3 separate regions of the Sus scrofa genome follow, and all the other regions are linked to region 1. Evidence: chromatin contacts called from public Hi-C and HiChIP or PLAC-seq data. All regions are on one chromosome and are shown on one strand. The core of a region is the stretch at or near the end of the contact, and the rest is flanking DNA. Distances in the headings are between cores, read along the strand shown. Region 1 holds the start of MEOX2 (mesenchyme homeobox 2). Region 2 overlaps LOC106504972 (a long non-coding RNA gene). Region 3 has its middle 190 kb from the start of DGKB.

What was found. A called contact is a pair of places that touch in the nucleus more often than the background predicts. HiChIP or PLAC-seq counts read pairs in DNA pulled down with a chosen protein or histone mark.
Region 2: a contact with region 1 is called in an H3K27ac HiChIP or PLAC-seq map of skeletal muscle, with 18 times the contacts expected there. The contact joins the enhancer-like site here to the promoter of MEOX2 in region 1. A contact is called at or near these places in 12 of 47 Hi-C or Micro-C datasets (alveolar macrophages, embryonic fibroblasts, fetal skeletal muscle and 7 more) and 1 of 2 datasets of contacts at active chromatin or transcription factors (skeletal muscle).
Region 3: a Hi-C map of subcutaneous adipose tissue shows a contact between it and region 1, with 1.5 times the contacts expected there. The contact joins the enhancer-like site here to the promoter of MEOX2 in region 1. A contact is called at or near these places in 3 of 47 Hi-C or Micro-C datasets (embryonic fibroblasts, fetal skeletal muscle and subcutaneous adipose tissue) and 1 of 2 datasets of contacts at active chromatin or transcription factors (skeletal muscle).

The regions. Positions count from the first base shown.
Region 1 is chr9:85,007,257-85,011,253 of Sscrofa11.1, reverse strand. It overlaps MEOX2 (mesenchyme homeobox 2), which reads left to right and starts at 1,315. Exons shown (of 3, transcript NM_214121.1): 1 at 1,315-1,831. The coding sequence starts at 1,318. LOC106504971 (a long non-coding RNA gene) reads right to left here and starts at 811. Exons shown (of 2, transcript XR_001298980.2): 1 at 1-811.
Region 2 is chr9:85,398,924-85,403,061 of Sscrofa11.1, reverse strand. It overlaps LOC106504972 (a long non-coding RNA gene), which reads right to left. Exons shown (of 3, transcript XR_001298981.2): 1 at 1-4,138. Among named protein-coding and RNA genes, the nearest start is that of ISPD, 310 kb to the left of the region's middle. Within about 2 kb of position 1,296, at least 12 of the 83 cell types and tissues checked have an H3K27ac peak or open chromatin away from gene starts, as enhancers often do. A contact at or near this core is called in mesenteric adipose tissue, retroperitoneal adipose tissue, skeletal muscle and 1 more, where this site is marked.
Region 3 is chr9:84,543,641-84,547,596 of Sscrofa11.1, reverse strand. No RefSeq gene overlaps it. Among named protein-coding and RNA genes, the nearest start is that of DGKB, 190 kb to the right of the region's middle. Within about 2 kb of position 2,641, at least 2 of the 83 cell types and tissues checked have an H3K27ac peak or open chromatin away from gene starts, as enhancers often do. A contact at or near this core is called in subcutaneous adipose tissue, where this site is marked.

The DNA of each region.
Region 1 (3,997 bases), core at 66-2,565:
AAGTGTAATATTTTTCAGTAAATGGAACCATGGCGGGGGGCGGGGGGAGGAGGTGATGGGTGTGATTAGCTGATGTATTTTTGAGGGGAAGAGAGGATGGATTTCTGGAGGGAAACAAGGGGAAGTGGGCTAGTTCCTGAGGGGAAAGACTGGAAATGTGCGTAAAACATGCACATCTCATGTGACCGGGACGAAATCGCTTGGGCATATTCCTGACCCAGGAAAAGTTCTTCTTGGGGGACAAGTGACTAAGAAATGGAGTGGGACCAGGAAGGCAGAGGGGTTGGCCCTTTGAGGAAAGCAGAGGAAGAGACCCTCCTAGTACCACAGGTGAGGATGCCCGGGGTCTGTACATCTGCAGCTGTCACCGCCTCATGCGTTCCTTCGCCCCAACAGGCTCCTCGCGGCACTGGAGAATGGGCCTTTCTTGTCGGTGGGACACTTCTCAGCAACCTCGGATACGCGTCCGAACCCAAGAACAACCCACGCATAGACACTAGCCATAAAAGCTAGAAGCGCCACTGAGCCCTGGGCCTCAGTTGATGCGAAGTTGGAGAAATTTATCTGAGTGCGCTCCAAGCTAGCGCACATCTTTTTCCTGAATCCCACTGCTCTTTTCGTGCACCTCCAGAACTAGGCGCACCCCTAGCTTTCCTGCAGGTGACGATACCCAAGTGGCAGTGACAAGGCATCTTTCAAGAGAGACTTGAGCAAGTTCTGACCCTGGGTGAGCGCTTGGGGCAGGCGGGCGCTGCGGCGCGTCTGGGCCCACCGGGCGGAAAGGTGAACGGCTGCTGCCCTAGGCTCGGGTTTAGGAGACCGGCGGGTAGCTTACAGTCTTGCAAGTCTGGCAGGGGTGGGCGGGCGTGGACACGCTGCGTGCGTCCAGCCGGCGATAGGAAGTGGAACTGGGAGCGCAAGGCGCGGACTGAGAGGGAGTTTTGGAGGGAGTTTGCATGTGGTCAGCACTGGGCTCCTAAGCCAGCCCCCAGCTCACGTTACACTCTATTTATAACCTCTCAGAGCCATTTCCCCCTGAATGCAGTTCTCTGGGACCACCTTCTTTTGGCTTCAACCTCTCCCACTCTTGACATCTGAGTAGCTCAGAGGGAAGCTCCTCCAGGTCCGAGTGTTTATATGTAAAGGAGACTGGCCGCTAGGGCTCAGGACCGGGATTATCCGAGCTCTGCAGAAACTCGGGCGGCTATTGCTTTGAGAGGGGGAAAAGTCACACGGTTTCCAGTGACAAGTGACAGAGGGTGGTGGCGCTTGGAACCGTCGTGAAGTCTTCTGCCTGGAACCCGAGACGTGCATGCTATGGAACACCCGCTCTTTGGCTGCCTGCGCAGCCCTCACGCCACCGCGCAAGGCTTGCACCCGTTCTCCCAGTCCTCTCTCGCCCTCCATGGAAGATCTGACCATATGTCCTACCCTGAGCTCTCCACTTCTTCCTCGTCTTGCATAATCGCGGGATACCCCAACGAGGAGGGCATGTTTGCCAGCCAGCATCACAGGGGGCACCACCACCACCATCACCATCACCACCATCACCACCAGCAGCAGCAGCACCAAGCTCTGCAAACCAACTGGCACCTCCCGCAGATGTCCTCCCCCCCGAGTGCGGCTCGGCACAGCCTCTGCCTCCAGCCGGACTCGGGAGGGCCCCCGGAGCTGGGAAGCAGTCCACCGGTCCTGTGTTCCAACTCTTCCAGCTTGGGCTCCAGCACCCCGACCGGGGCCGCGTGCCCGCCAGGGGACTACGGCCGTCAGGCGTTGTCACCCGCGGAGGCGGAGAAGAGAAGCGGGGGCAAGAGGAAAAGCGATAGCTCAGGTAAGGGCGCGCCGGCACCCTCCGCGAAGGGGGCGGAGAGATGACAGGGAAGATTCTTACACTAGAATGAGGCGGCAGGCTGTACCGTACAGGTCTTTTACTCTCTGACTCCCTGCTGCCAAGTTCCGCGAGGCTGCTTTGGTCCTTTTATTTGAGGGCACGTGTTTCTCCTAGGGCAAAGCTGCAGCCAACTGCGCTAAACTATCCAAGATTCAAACTAGTTTACCAGAGGGTTGAGAAAAAAGGACAAGTGACAAGTATGTGAAATCGATTGCAAAGCGTGACCTTCCATCTGAGTGATGGGGAGGAAAGTGCACCCTGGAAGACAGCGCCCGCTGGGCGTGCGTGCTGGTGCCTTTCCTTGACTTTTCCCTTGTAAGTTCCCAACTCTGAGTGGCTCGATTTTTCCCATCGTTAACTGGATTTCCAAATTATTGCACAATATTTGGAACTTGCAGTGGAACTTGGCAGAGCATATGAGAAAAAAAGTTTTAGTTTTTTTTTTTTAATTCTGATTTCAGAGTTCTTTAAATAGCACCCTATTCCAAATGGTAAAAAAAAAAAAAAAAAAAAAAAAAAAAAAATACCCTTTCTTAGGGGAGAGGGCATAATCTAGGAATTTAGAAGATTTTAAAGAATGTGTCAGAATAACTAAATACATGTTTAGACCATAGAGAAAAGAGGATTAATAGTGCTGTGTTCTTGTGATGCTAACCCAAGAGAGAATTTAAGGTTCAAAAGTGGACAGGAAAATCCCCAACCAGTGGAGTATTATCCGAAACAAGAACTGGGAAACAAACAGCAGCAACCCAGGTACCGCTAGTGAGGGTGCGCACGGGAGAGGTAGATCCAAGTAAAGATAAGGAGCTGCCACGCAAAAGGGGAACCTTACTGAACGCGCATGCCTGAAGTTACAGGCTGCCAGCTAAATTTTAGCAATACAGAGAGAACAGTTTTGCGGGAGACTGTTCAAAGCCCTTACCTATCTGTATTCTTAGGAATTGTTAAAAGATGCTTTACCTTTAGGGAAGTTGTGAGTTTTCTTCTGTAGCTGAAACGCAACCTTCGTTTCATCTTTGTGTAAACTCTCGTTTGTTTAATGTAATACTTACGTATTTTCTTTCTTTGTGGAATGGGTTTAACAGTCCTGGGAGATAATTGTAGATATTAGTTTGCAGGATTGGAAATTGTTTATCCTTTATAATGCTTTAGGTAAGATCTCACATGAAAGACAGTGATTGAGCCGCGTATTTCATGTTCTTTTGGAGCAGTGGTATCAATTATTCTTCAGCGTTAGTATGGGATGGATTCTTCTATCACAAACTCAAAATCTAATTTTTGCATTCCAAGGTCAGGAATGAACTTCTAATGCCTCATCACAAACTGATTTAGATCCAAGAAAGTTACCAGCAGTATCACTCATTTTTTTTTTTTTTTAGTGGTTTTTACTAACCATAAGTGAAGCATTCCTTAGACAGAGGGTTAAAAAGGTTAATCATAGCAAGAGGTTTTCATCTTCATTGGAAAACAAAAGTCAGTTTTAGAATATAGTGATCATTTTATAAAATCAGCTTTTGATACAAATGTAACTTTTCTGGAATAAGATCTGAGTTCAGGGTGGTCACCATCACTTTTGCAATTACCAGAAGCTCTTACTGTTCATTTTACTTTCTGTTGTGAGAAACTATGTGAAAGAGGTTTCTTATGCTTCCTCAACTGAACCAATGCACTTAAGTTTCATGGGGAAAATTGATATTTTCATAAAGATACGTTATTTTGGCTGAGGAGAAATAAGGAAAGTGGGATCTAAGAGGTGTGATCTAAGAACTGGTTCCCTTCAATTATTTTAATAACAAGAAAGTTGTTAATATTAATAGTGCTACCCTTCTTTGGAGAGAAGTAACCATATACATGGTGAAGGTGATAATTAAAGTATTGGAAAAATAAACAGAAGTTTTTATCAGCTACATAAAGTATTACTATATTACATCTTGAGTGGGAAATACAGTTAGTTATCACCAAGGGTAAAATCACTGGGGAGTTAGAATGAACTTTTTTTTTTTTTTCTGATTGAATATTTTGAAAGAACTTTTGACTATCTAAAGGAAATACCCCAGCTTCTAGTTAAATATATGTATACTCTGAAAATAAAATTTAATTTGCCAA
Region 2 (4,138 bases), core at 47-2,546, 390 kb before region 1:
AATTAATGGCATGCATTTAGTGGTTAGGTAAAAATATTATGGGTACGCACTTTGGTTCTCTGCAGTAATGACTAGTAACAAACTAGATGTACAAAAAAATCACATGAATATTTTATGAAAACACTGGATTGAATGATTAAAACTAATAAATAGAATGAGTCACATTTTTATAAATCAATAACCTTTATGAATTATTAGGTTATAAATCAATGCACTTTACATTAAAATATACACAAAACATTCTTATACAAGAATTCCTAGGAATGTAAGGCTATCAAATAATATTGCATGGTTCTAGAAGGAAAAGTGAAATGGGATTGGGAAATAGATATAAAAAACAATCATCAGACTATAAAACACAATAAGTATTTAGATTCATGATTTTTCGGATACTGAAGGCTCGTTTTGTAGAAATGAGTGGTTTCTTTCCCATGAACATTTCCTAAATTGACTTGTTCTTTGAATGTTGTTTTTCTTTCAAGTGGACAGTTGCTAGAATGGGCAGAAAAGGTGCAATAGTAATATTCCTCGAATGGGAATTAGGATCCCTGTGGCTGGGAATGGTGGTATATTTTGGAAGTAACTATAATTCGGAGTCATTTTTTAAGGTGGTTAAATTGCTGGAAATTCAGTGAGAGATATATGATTGTACCAAAGCCTTCTTATAACATGACCCTTAAGTAAGGACACCAAAACAGCCTCGGTATAAACTAGGTGTTTGAACTCTGCCTCTGAAGAGATGTTCTAAGTGCTGGAAGGTGGGCCTGGGAGCAGGTAGAACTGTCCCAGAGGCCAAGTCCAGAGCCAAAGAGAAGTAAAGACTACATCCTGAGTGAATTATAAAAACAAAAGGCTAACACTTATATAGCACTTCCTGTGCACCACAGGGGGCGAGGGGTGGGGAGTTGTCTCTAAGCACTGTACATATAATAGCCACTGAATCTTCACAACGAATCTGGAAGAGAAGGTAAAATGATGGGCACAGCCTGTTCAGTGTGGTAGGTTTCAGGAAGCTTGCAGAAGCAGTGGCAAGATGAAATCCAAGGGTGTAGGGACAGCCTGGCAAGATGGGGAACAGGAAGGTCAGGAAGAGGGGGTGGGAGGGATCCCCAGAAGTGGAGGCTGGAGGGTTCTGTGTGTTCTGTGCCCTGGCCTTGCTGGGTGGAGCCAGGAGCTCTGAAGGCTCCCCAGGCCATTTGTATAACATGAAGATTTCCATCCTTTTTATCCCTTGAGCCACAGAGCAGATTTAAAAAAATAAAAAATAAAAAAATAAATAAATAAGAGCAGCAGTGTGGAGGCAGCCAAATCAGGACTCTGGAAACGTGATAGTCTTTGTTTTGGTGAGGTTGGCAGCCTTCTCTGAGTCTCCTTTCTGGATGATTAAAAATCCCAAACATCATGAGCCGGATGTTTGAATGTTTTTAAACCTTGTAATTTTGTAAATTGTCTGTTCCTGGCTCCCTTCCCCACATTTCTGCCCTAGCTCATATCATGATGATGCTTTTGCCTTTAGTTTCTTAGTTTCTGTTAACTTTCAAATGAAGCAAGTGTGATAGGAGTTTGTTTTCTCAGCAAGGTGATGGCAAAGGGATATTTATAGCACTGAGGAATTTTTATCTTCTCTCAGACATCTAAGATGAGTAGTATATTTTAAACCCTACTCTCCAGGATATCTCTCTTCTGCTGAGATAATAAAATTGATCAGATGTTTTGAGGTTAAATAAACTGTTGTAATAATCTGGCAGCTGCCTGCCGGTTGTGGTTTTCAAAAGCAATTACTCACTTTGGAGTCAACTTTGAACTCTACATTTTAATTGAAAAGGCTAATTGTAGGCTATTGCTCCTGATTTAGCATTTGATTTGGGAGATTAGGAAGTAAAAGGACATAGGGAAGGGAGGGGAGAGGAGAAGAAGAGAAAGTAAGCAGAAGTGTTGCAGAGCTCAAATTCCTGTTTATATATGAGTGTTTTCACACACAGCACATTGTACGCTAACTGGAGAAATAGCAGTTGGACTAAAACGTATCTGAGGCAGCCGTCTGAGGCTAGTCTGCAAAATCCTTATTTTGGGTTTATTTGCTTCTCTCTCTCTCTTTCTATCTCCCCTTCTCCCCTCCCTCTCTTTCCCTTTCACTCCTCCTCTCCCTCTCTTTCATTAATTTCTTAATTCAGATGTGAAATTTCAGAAAGTATTTTTAAGAGTCATATCAGATTTCACGTCTGATCAGGAGTTTACTTAAATTCTTGGAGATGCTAATAGGTAGAGACTGCCATTTGTCTTTACTAAAACATAGCTTAGTGATTTTAATTAAATGCAGCAAGAGAGAGATTATTGATGAGTCCTCACAAGAACAAATCAATTCCCTATGGGAATCATTATGAATCTAAATGATTATAAGAAAGACATCAAACATCCAAGATGAAATACAGCTACACCCAAATTTACATACAGGACAATTAGTAGCATTATTCAAATGGCCAGAGAGTTGCTGTTAGAACTGAGATGAAAAGTGTGAGAATTTGTATTTCTTCGGTCTTTCCCCATTTAAAACCCAATGTAGTACTTTTACATTACTTAACACAAATGATACTGAGACTTTTATAGAAATACATTCTGTAAATAAAACCCCACATATATGTGGATGTGTCCAAACTCCTTTGGACTTTATGCTTTTAGGTCAAATGTAAAACTGTGCTGGGAATTTCCTGTGAAACATAATGTTGAGAAACTAAATTAAAGCTGAAATGAAAGGCATGAGTATATGAATTCTTTAATTTTACAGAGTGTCTGAAAATGCTAGTTGCATATCACTTGAAAATCCACTTTATTTTTAGACTTTTGTGGAATGCATATTTGGCTCATCACAGTTATGTTGATATTTTCATTGACCTTATAAATATAACTTAATCTCTATGCATCAGCTTTCTGATCTGTAAAAATAAGATAAATATTCTTCCCACACACTTTGTGCTCAGAACTCCTCTGTTGAAACAATAAACAGGGTTGTAAGATATGAATGTGAGTACTGCTTCAGAATCCAATGTCTTTATCAACAACAAAGAAGGTCTGACATTTATTTGGTGTTTCAGTATCAAATTTGAAGATATTACAGTTAATGAAAAAAAGAAACATCTGTGTTGATATTATGAGGATTATTCTGAAATACGGATATCGTTGGAAATGTCAGCTGTCTGCTACATGATTTCCGAGAGCCATTGTTTGTGATGCCAATATTCATGTTTGTCCTCAAGTAAAAATGAATCAAGGAAAGGAAAAGACCTTATAGATAGGAAGACTTCAATTAAACACTTAGTTTTTTTCAAAATAGTTTAAAAATCAAATCTGTGTATTTTTACTCAGAGGTCTCTACTTTCGGCAAAGTATTTTGGTTTAGAAAGTAGGGGAAAATGACTTCTGTGGTACAATTAAAGAACATTGTTTTTTCTTATGAAAGAAAAGATTAAGGAAAAAAGTTAAAACTTTTTAGATAATGTTTATCAGAGGCAGAATTTAGAGACAGTGGATTAATACTTTAGTCATGGGAAAAATTCAGATTTGGAGAAGAAAAATATTTGGTTACATGATGGTTTCTTAAAAAAAAATACTATGAGATTATTGAGTTAAATAAATTTTCCCTTTGATGGTCTTAGAATGGAGAGAAGACATGTTTGAGATTACAGTTCCACAGTCTGGATTTCAAAAACCAAACCAAACCAAAAGCCCTTCTAACATTATAGTGAAATGGCCATTTAAGAACACTGCTGTAGAAACACAAGATGGGGCTACATCTTGGTAAATTGCCTACTTTTGACCTTAGAGGTTATGAAATCCTGATAAATTTCAGTTTCCTCACCTGTAAAATATAGGAAGAATATAATACCTAGTTTACTAGATTATCTTCAAGATTAAATGAGTGACTATTAACTAATTTCCTGCTGCTAACTTATTTAGTAGTAGGAAATAAAACCACCCCATATGTGTGAGCTGCTATCTCATTACACAATGTCTATGTTTTATAACTAATCACCAGTGAGCTTTCTCAAAATTATTACAGTGGAATTGTGGAAAACAAAACACTAAGTCATATTTTACATGAAAAATAAAACTTAAATGTTCAGGAAAGTTAAGAATAAGT
Region 3 (3,956 bases), core at 1,392-3,891, 460 kb after region 1:
CTAGACAATCATTATGGATGGGTTTTGTTTTTGTTTTTTTAATTTGCATCGATTACATGGTTTTCTATTTTTACTTTTTGAAAGACTTTTATTTGAGGAAATAGTCTTAAACATACTATTTTATAAATCTGCAGTATAACATAACATATTTCTGTTTAATTAATAAGGGTATGTGCATATGTGCGTATTTACCTGCATATGTTTGTGTGTAAATTAATGAGAGAAAGAAATCATGAGCGACCAACAGTTTAGACAGTCAGTCTACCAATATGGCCTATGTAATCCACTCATAATTATCCTGAAGACAGGAAATTCTTACACATTCTTTAACACTAATATGATGAGTCTCATGCTGAAGTGCTGGAAATGAGATTAAACACTTTTCATATATTACAATCTAAATGTAGTGACAGTAAATATAACAGTGCATTAATGCCTTATAAACCCTCGCTAAGTGATAATAATTTTACCTAAGAAAACTTTGAAGGGTAGTTCTTTTGAGCATTGACCAGCTTCAAGGATCCATTCAATTTGATGAAGATTTATTTTGCAGCTCTTCAATATGAGATTTAATTATTCATAATGAAAAGATATTTAACAGAGGCTTATGTTGAGTGGTTTGTTGTTCATTCTCATCTCCTTTATGTGATTGGGGCAGTATTTCTTAATATATGGGCTGAGATTTATCCACATCAAAACACCCGCTATTCCCAGGGCTCCATTTGAGACTTAAGGATTCCAGACCTTAGGAGATGAGTTCTGCCATCTACAAATATAAATAGCTCCTCGGAGGGATTCTACAGGAAAATTTCTACAGGAAAAGAGGCTCATATAAACTCTGATATTTAACAAGATATTCTATCCCCTATAGTATTTCTTGTGTTTCAGAAGCTTCCTTTGAGCTTGGGATCACTGGTTCTTGACTGGTTTGAAATTTTATTTCCTACTCTCTATAAGGAAGCTATTCTCTTTCTTTTTCATTAAAATATGAATGCTGTGTAATAGTCTCAGCAAAATACCCAGGATCACATTTAAACTATTAAAAATAACCTTTTCCCCAAAGTTAAGCTTTAATTATTAACACACATAGTAAAAAGTCCATTAACCAAGTTTTTCAAAGGTGAATTTTGCTTGGTTCAGAAAGAATAGGACTTGTACTTAAATTCTCATGGCAATTTAGCTACTTGCTAGCTGTGTGACCCTGAACAGAAATAGAAAGTGGCTGAGTGGGTCTGTAGAACACAAGATTCAAAACCCAGTCTGGTCATTTATTGTCTCATGTTCCTCACTGAAAAAATGTGAGCACTGGACCAGATCAGGTGTACAGTTCCTTATAACTCTTACCTTCCAATGAGCAATTAATCCAATGTACTTCTATATTTTAAAGTAATAATACTGCATTTTTTAAAGACTATGATGAAATTTGGATTTAGATCAATAATGAAGTAATGAGGTTTTATTTCAGAGTATGTTCGAACATACTCTGAAATACATGGAGGCAAGTCAATGGAGGCAACCTTATAAAGAAGATAAGGAGGAGTTCCCTCGTGGTGCAGCAGGTTCAGGATCCAGTGTTGTCACTACAGCAGCTGTGGCATGGGTTTGATCCCTGGCCCAGGAACTTTCACATGCTGCACGTGTGGCCTAAATAATTAACTAAATAAATATGATTAGGAAACTATAAAATTATAATATGAAAAATAAAATCTCATTCACTCATTTAGGAATCCTACAGCAGTTTACAAATTTTTGTTTTTTATAGACAATATATGTTTTTATTTTCAGAGACAACACATTAATTTTTTTTAAAACATAAAACAATTGAACATAATAACAGAGTAACTTCATTTACTATGGCTACTTTCTGTTCAATTTTTATGTATTTTAATTATACATATTTTCTTAAAACACAAGAAATAGCATTTTTGGCCTCACCCATCAGACATGCTTCCCTTTCTAATATCTATTTTCTTTTCTGTTTTCTCTGTGTTTTATTCTCTCCTTTCCATTCTTATCTTCTCTATTAGTTAAGTTAAAGCTGTTTTATATGAAGTATGGTCTACTTTATCTTATGTGTGCTTATTTTGGCTACCACATATTGACTTAGTAGTTGATTAATTAGTTTTTGCCCTTCTTTTCATTTTGGAATGAAAAATATCAGGTAGTCCCTCAATTAATATTTCCTCTGAAATTAAAAACAAACAATGGTTCACTGCGTGATAGCACTTGGAAACCTTGAATACAGGCACTACACAAATAACTCAGGAAATTCAGGTCATCTGATACAGATGAGTGTGGTCAGACTCGTGGAACAGCAGGGAAAGTCCCAGAACACAGAGGAAATTGCTTACAGTATCAGGAAAACATGCAAGTTTTAAATTCATTATTAAATGTGAATGATAAACAACCTTTATTTAAGGAATTGTTATAATTCTTCAGAAATGTAACCTATCAGCTTACAAAATGTGATAAGAAATACCTTTTTCTGTCCTTACCTCTCTGTACTGAAATATATAAGGCAAAGGTTATATAAAAGTTAGCTTTATTTGAGTATCTTGATAATTGAAATTCTCTGTGACAGCTCTATCCTCATGAGACCCCAGAGAGTGTGGAAGGCCAGGAAGTGATGTTGATATTGCTGATAGAGAGGGGAGTTTGCCTCTTAACCTTCTGGTTGGTTGACAAATTCAGCCAGCAGTGATTGCAGCATAGTGACTTTTGCTAGTGGCTCACTGGCTGTTTTCTCCAATATTCCTCTTGTGATTAAATCACATAAGTGATCTTTCTATTATCCTGGCATCTCAGTTCCTTGGTCTCTTTGCCCCAGTAATTTTTGTTGTTCACTTTATATCAGTCATGTTGCCTTTATAATAACTGTAATTCCACCATAATTTCAATTTCAAACATTTCTCTGATCACTCCATCTCTCTTTCCAGCTCACTACCTTTGATATTCCATAGCCAGCATTGCCTCACTAAGGCATCCCTACCACCTTTCCATCCTCTCACCCTTTCTCATGTATTTACTTTCTTAGATGGCCAAATATCATAATCAATATGATTGTTCTCTTGGTCTTATTACATCACCAAAAAGATTCAGTCCACCGTAGGTCTCCTGTATGTCTGTCCTCTTTTAGCTGAATGTGGATAGAGAAAATCATATGACCATGAAACTGGCTGCACCTATTCATGATTACATACTTCAGCTGAGCTCTTAATTCTGTCAGGCAATCATGCTACACTTCCCCAACTCTCGTCACTCTTCCACACTCCTTGATGATGGATTCGTACTCTCACTTTCAACATGTCCTCAGTATTCATTGATGCACTTGTTCCTTTTTTTTTTTTAACCTCAAACAAAACAAAAAGAAGCCATCAAAGAGAACTTCACCTGTCTAACCCACCAGCCAAACCTATTTCTCTTAATGAACTGCTCATACTATTAAATAAGGCTCACTCTCTGTGCTTGTGTCCTGGTTTCCATCTGCTTCTGCACCTCTCTCTCAGTTTTCCTCTAAAATTATTCCTGTCTACATACAGAAAAGCCTGTTATTTTCTACCAACTTTAAAAAAGCTTTTATTTCACCCCCTCTTTGCTTATAGCTAGGCTTCATTTCCATTACTTGATCTCAAATTTCCCTCAGAGAGGTGTCTATAATCATTGTTTCTTATCTCTCTCCCCCACTTCTCCCATGGACACACTCTAGCAGGCATTTCTCCCCTCACTGTTTCTCTGAAATTGCTCTTACAAAGTCAGCATGATGCCCCTGTTGTTAAGTCCAATGGCCAGTTCAAGGCCATGACTTTGTTGAATTTGACAGTTAGCACATGTTCTCCTTCAAGTATGTGCTTCCCTCCAGGACAACTCACTCTCCTAGTTTTTCTTTGAAATCATGAGCCCCTCTTCCTTGGCTTTCTCTCTGTCTTCCCTAATCCTTTCAGTGTTCAGGGTTTCAA